Regions from separate parts of the Zea mays genome. Here region 1 is linked to region 2. The links are chromatin contacts, called in public Hi-C maps. All regions are on one chromosome and are shown on one strand. Each heading gives the region's core, a stretch centred on a gene start, on an enhancer-like site or on the middle of the called end of the contact. The rest is flanking DNA. Distances are from core to core; before and after follow the strand shown. Region 1 holds the start of LOC103636115. Region 2 overlaps LOC103636094.

The links. A called contact is a pair of places that touch in the nucleus more often than the background predicts.
Region 1: a contact with region 2 is called in a Hi-C map of leaf mesophyll, with 2.6 times the contacts expected there. The contact joins the promoter of LOC103636115 here to the enhancer-like site in region 2. A contact is called at or near these places in 3 of 25 Hi-C or Micro-C datasets (bundle sheath, leaf and leaf mesophyll).

Annotation. Positions count from the first base shown.
Region 1 is chr1:70,417,870-70,420,697 of Zm-B73-REFERENCE-NAM-5.0, forward strand. LOC103636115 reads left to right here and starts at 1,338. Exons shown (of 1, transcript XM_008658482.2): 1 at 1,338-2,567. The coding sequence starts at 1,608. The coding sequence ends at 2,201.
Region 2 is chr1:70,290,844-70,293,641 of Zm-B73-REFERENCE-NAM-5.0, forward strand. All of the region lies in intron 1 of LOC103636094, which reads right to left. Among protein-coding and RNA genes, the nearest start is that of LOC103636094, 15 kb to the right of the region's middle. Within about 2 kb of position 1,253, at least 3 of the 20 cell types and tissues checked have an H3K27ac peak or open chromatin away from gene starts, as enhancers often do. A contact at or near this core is called in leaf mesophyll, where this site is marked.

The sequences.
Region 1 (2,828 bases), core at 88-2,587, 130 kb after region 2:
GTTCAAGAGTTATGGTCCAAATGTTGAGTTGATTATGGTTGTGGACATCACGAGTGAAGAATAATGCTTAAGTGAGTCTCCGCGATCATATCTTAGAGACAGCTGATCAAGCCAAGGATGGAAACAAGAAGAGCTTCGAGGTACCGAGTGCACGGTAGAAGGTCAAGGAGGCTGAGGAACCCAAAGCCAAGGGTAAAGAAGAAGACTTGCAAAGTCAAGGTTGATTGAGTTGAGAAGAGCTATGGTAAATCGAGGATCACTATCTAAGTATGTGACTTACAACCAATGAGGAAACATCTATATTTATGCAGTGTAAGTCATAAGACTCAAGATCAAGTTGAAGATGTAAAGCAAGGTCGCTAGAAGGAGGAGTAATGTCAAATCCAGAACTTAGAAGCAACCCAAAAGAGCTAAGTTCTTTCTGACTTTTAGTTGGGGTGTTCTTGTGTTTGGATATGTTCTGTGTGACCTTTGCAGAGTGTTAGAGCTCCTAGATAGCAATCTAGATCAAGTCTTGGAGACTTGGAGTTTTGGAATCCAACATCGACCTCAAACAGGCCAAAAGAAGCAATGTTGCATACACCTTCTACTATGCATATGGAACTTTAGTTTTGCTCTCTAAACCATGTTTATAGAGAAAGTGTCATTTGGAGCTCTGTTTGAGGTAAAACATAAATCCTAGAGAAAAGAAGTGAAGGGGGGTATGAACCCATCATTTAGTCGATTGTTCCAGTGGCTAACTATGTTTGTCTAAGTGTTAGAGAACCTCACAAAAACAGTCGAGAAAAAATGAAGGAGTTCAGCTCAAAAGAGCCAAACTTAGGTTAGACTGGGCTTCATCAGACAGTCCGGTGTGCACCAGACATGTCCAGTGGCAGACGACCAACAACTCTTAGGCGACCCAACGGTCGACAGCGGGATCAACGCTAACCACGTCAGCTCATCAACAGTTAGGAGAGGTCACCGGACAGTCCGGTGCCCACCCGAAAAAAAGAACTAGCCACCTAATACGGTGACCGTTGCACAATAATTAATTCATACAATAATTAATATGTAAAACACTACTCCCTACGTCCCAAATTACTAGATTCACACAATAATTAATTCATACAATAATTAATGTATAGTTTTTATATATATATATATATATCTAGGTTCATAATTATTCATATGAATATGAACATAAAATCTAGAGTTAAAATGATTATTATTTTGATATAGAGAGATTATTTATACAGTGATTTTAAAATAGAAAGACTATTGGACATAGTCATAACCCGGACCGCAAGAAGGGAAAGGGATAGCACGTATACACACAGAAAAAAGTAATGAAAATAAAAGAAAAGGTCTATCAGCAGGAAAAGAAAACCCACAGGAAGGCTGGAAACCGCCATTGCAGGGGCTACAAATACAGGAAACCACTCACCCTCTCTCCCACTTCCTCGCCCTCCAACCTCTCCTGATCTCCTCCTCTGGTCCGCATAGAGGAGCAGCTTGCCAGCCAAGGACACCGGAGCACGGGCACGGGCGCACGGCCAGCGCGAACCTCCTCCCCTCCCCTCTTCTTCCGTTTCCAACAGCGAGGCATAGTGGAGAAGGCGAGGAGCATGGCGCGCAAACTAGAGATCCCCCAGTGGAAGCACGACGGCCTTCCGTCGCCGACGAGCCCGCTGGACCGCGCGTCGCCCCGTGGGTGGCGCCACCGCGACGCCGTCGGAGGCGTCGGGCTCGGGATCCTGGCGGCGCTGGAGGCCGAGGGCCCGCTGCCCGGCGCCGGCGCCGCCGCCGCGCCGCGGGTGTCCATCCCGCGGCGCGCGGCGCGGCTGGAGGTATCGGAGCTCGCGTGCAGCGGGCGGTGCGCCACCAGTCTGTGCGGCGGCCCGGTGTCCGGCCGGGCCGGCGGCGGCGGTGGAGCGGCGTTCCGCGTGGCGGAGTTCCTCTCGTGCTGCGACATGTGCCGCCGGGCGCTGGACGGGAAGGACGTCTTCATGTACCGCGGGGAGCGCGCCTTCTGCAGCATGGAGTGCCGGTACCACGCCATCGTGAGCGACGAGTTCCGGGAGGCGGAGGAGGAGAAGGAGCGGAAGCGCCGCGCGGCGGCCGCCGACGTGCCCAGGAAGTCGGCCGCTGAGATGGTGGCCGGCTCGCCGTGCAGCGGCGGCGGGCAGATCTTCTTCACCACCGGCATCGTCGTCGCATGATGGGCGCGCGGTGCGGATCCGTCGTTCCGTCTAGTCTAGTGACGAAACAAAAAAAAAATCCAGCTGGAGGAACCGGCGGACGCTGTAAGATAAACATGACAAAACTAAAAAAAAAGGAAGCACGAGAAATAAGGGTGGGTGTGTTTGTGTAGAGAAATGGGTGGGTGGGGGAAACTTTGTTCCTCCTCTCCTCCTCTTTGGTAGAGGAGGCATCATGAGGATGGTGGGCGGGATGAGATGTTTTGTAGCATAGTAGCAGGAGGGAAGGAGAGGGATGATGGCAAGTTTTCCAAGGATTGTTGCTTCCCTTTTGTTTTCTCATCTGTCTGCTCTGGCAAAAAGGAATAACATTCTTGTTCAAATCCATCCCGCTCCACGTTGTTGGTGTTGAGAAACCTCCTCTTCTCTACAAGCATTCGATGAACTGTTGTGGTGCTCTGCTCATCAAGAAATATTGCCATAAAAAGAGAAGGTGACCATGACGACTTGCTGCAGCCAGAAAGGCATGAAGCACACTCGCGTCTAGTTCAGCTTCAGATGAACTTGTTGTGATGCTTGTTCAAAGAGAACTGATTTCAGAGAGATCAACGAGGACGCGTCCAGTCCATGTCCTTTACTGGGTTCTGC
Region 2 (2,798 bases), core at 3-2,502:
ATCGTTCAACCCTACCTACTTGTAGCATTAGAGCAACTCCAATGACACCCAATATCCAAGTTCCAAACCATATTATCAGGTCTCCAAAATAGCTCCCCGCATCGTCTCCCAATCATGCTGCATGCGCAAATCAAGCGCCCGCCTGCCTGCGCATATCTCCGCTGATGCTCGGCTCGACGCACCCAATCCCCACGATTTCGTTTTCCAGCGCCATTCTCCTTCCTTCGCGCCTTCATCTGGTCGCACGCGCGAGCTGTGGCGGCTATATGTGGTGCGTGCGAGCCGTGGCGGCTATCTGTGTTGCTTCCCATCGCGTGCTGGCCGTGCTTCACTGCATGCGACCTCGATAAATCCCGGAAGCGGCGCTTCTCCGACGAAGGGAACCAAATCAACAGCGATGGGAAATCGATCAGCACCGGCTCAGGATCGATGTAGAGATATGGCAAATCAGATTTGTTGAAGAACTAGATGTGGCCTGTAGGTGCTTCGGTAATTTCCCGTATGGAAATAGTTGTAGGGGAAACATCGGGTCCCTTTATAGAAGCGAACTGGTAGGATAACTCTGCAACTAGTATGTTTTTTTGCAAATAAATTCAGGCTGTAAATAGCTTTAGGTGAACATCTATGCAAGTCTGACCCTCAAATTTTATTAATTGTATATGTGCCGATATTTTCGTTGCTTGTATATGAGAATATTTCTGATTTATGCACTGCATGGATAGGATAAAAAACTCTCAGGTCCATCACTCCCTTCGGTACTCCAGTTTCTTCATGTTTTTTGAACTCCCTTATTTGTGATGCCTAGCAGCAAACTTGTACTCCATGATGAAATATCCTTGCAGCTATTAATGTGTAAACATATGACAAAATGAAATGGATTGATACACCCTGTTCGCTTGACTTTAATACGTGCCGGTTTTTACTGACAACACTGTTTTTGTCTTTATAGATTGTATTTCCAGCAGTCCAAACAATCGGGTTTAATCCGAAGCGAATTGATTAAAGTTCAAGAATACACACCGGACAGCGTGTTTATTTAGAGTGGATTTATTTAAGAAGTTGCTCCCGTCTTGTCCATCAGAGCGTATGCCAAATTAAAAAAAGATTGATGATCTACCAATACCTGATGACGCTCGTGCGTTTGGCATCTGGCAGGGTGGCTTTGTGAAGAAATTTCCTGGCGGCGAATGATTCTTGCGTGTGCAGGTATTTTCTAGCGGCGATTCTTGCGAGATAAAGAGCTGACGACGCGTATTGCCTGAATATATGGAGTTGTGGGAGCGGATGGCGGGTAACGACAAACCGGTGGCAGATTTGTGAACCGGTCAAAAACCCGAAAAATATATGGAGCTCTTGAAATACTGCCCTTTTTCATTGGACTAAATACTTTTAAGGAGATCCCAATGTCTGTGTTTTGCGAGCTAAATTTTTAGTATTTGTTAAAGATGCTCTTAGGCCCTAGTCACCATTAATTTAACTAGACCTGAGCAAATTTGGCCTCGCCTGGGCTGTGGGCCTGGTGCGACCTCAACGAGCTTGGCATTAACCTTAAATTTAATTAGAGCATGTACAACTCCATTTAATATCCTTAAACTTTATTAGAGCATGTATAACTCTATTTAATATATGATCTCTTGAGAGGTCTCTAAGTGGTTATTTGAAAAAATACAGGAGACGTTCACGGCTCTTCATACATGTTGTCTCTTTGCAACATTTATGATCTAGTGTCTCAGGATTGTATCATTCAGCCTCTTAACTATCTCTTGTACTTAGAAAATCGAACCAGAGTATCAGAGTTGTACATGCCCTTACAAATGTCCTAGACAAAGGTCGTTATCTAGGGAAAAACTCAACCTAGGTCGAATTTGACCTAAACATTAATTCCAATAATCTTTGAAGTAGAAACATGCTAGCGGTCCACCAACGTTCGAGCACAATCTCAACCTACATAGATGGCAAAACACGATATCCGATGGGAAAACCCATGAGGGTAGGTGTATGGCGGATTTTGATGCCCACGGATATTTTATTGGGCCATTTACTATAACCATTGGGTATAAGTATGGTCTCTCTTGTCCCATACCCACTAACATATGACATGTGTGTCCAATCATTAAAAGTGTTCTCTATAAAATATATCAAAACCATAACCATGTGTCCATGTGTGAAATTGTGAATGCGCTCTAGGTTCTGGCAGTCTGCAGCTAAGGCGTTGTCACTCTTGCCCCATACCCACTAACATATGACATGTGTGTCCAATTATTAGAAGTGTTCTCTATAAAAATATATCAAACCAATAACCATATGTGAAATTGTAAATGCGGTCTAGGTTCTGGCGGTCTGCAGCTGAGGCGTTGAGCGGCTCTACCTCTGTTGTCTCTTTTTCTTCCCTTTGCTTCCGCATTTGCTTCTTGGTACTTACTTTTGTGATTAAAATGGTCATGTCTACTAGAATATTGGTGGATATAGGTATAGGGTAATTTTGTACCTATATATAATGGTTAGTGGATACAGATAATAAGGTATTATTTGTATAGTAGGTATGGATATAGCTTTGTGTGGTCAGCGGGTATCTTACCCGCTGTCATCCCTAAACCTACCCACTGAATGGATAGTCTCAAATTAAATCAGGCATTTTGAAGAACGTCTTGACTTAACAAAATATTCAGCCCAACTCAAAAGAAAATAATTGGCAATGATTAACATTCAACCAAACCAAAAAATAATAATTTAAACCCTTTCTAGTTGCCCTACATATATATCTAGATCATATCCCAAATTAATCCCTTTTATAAACT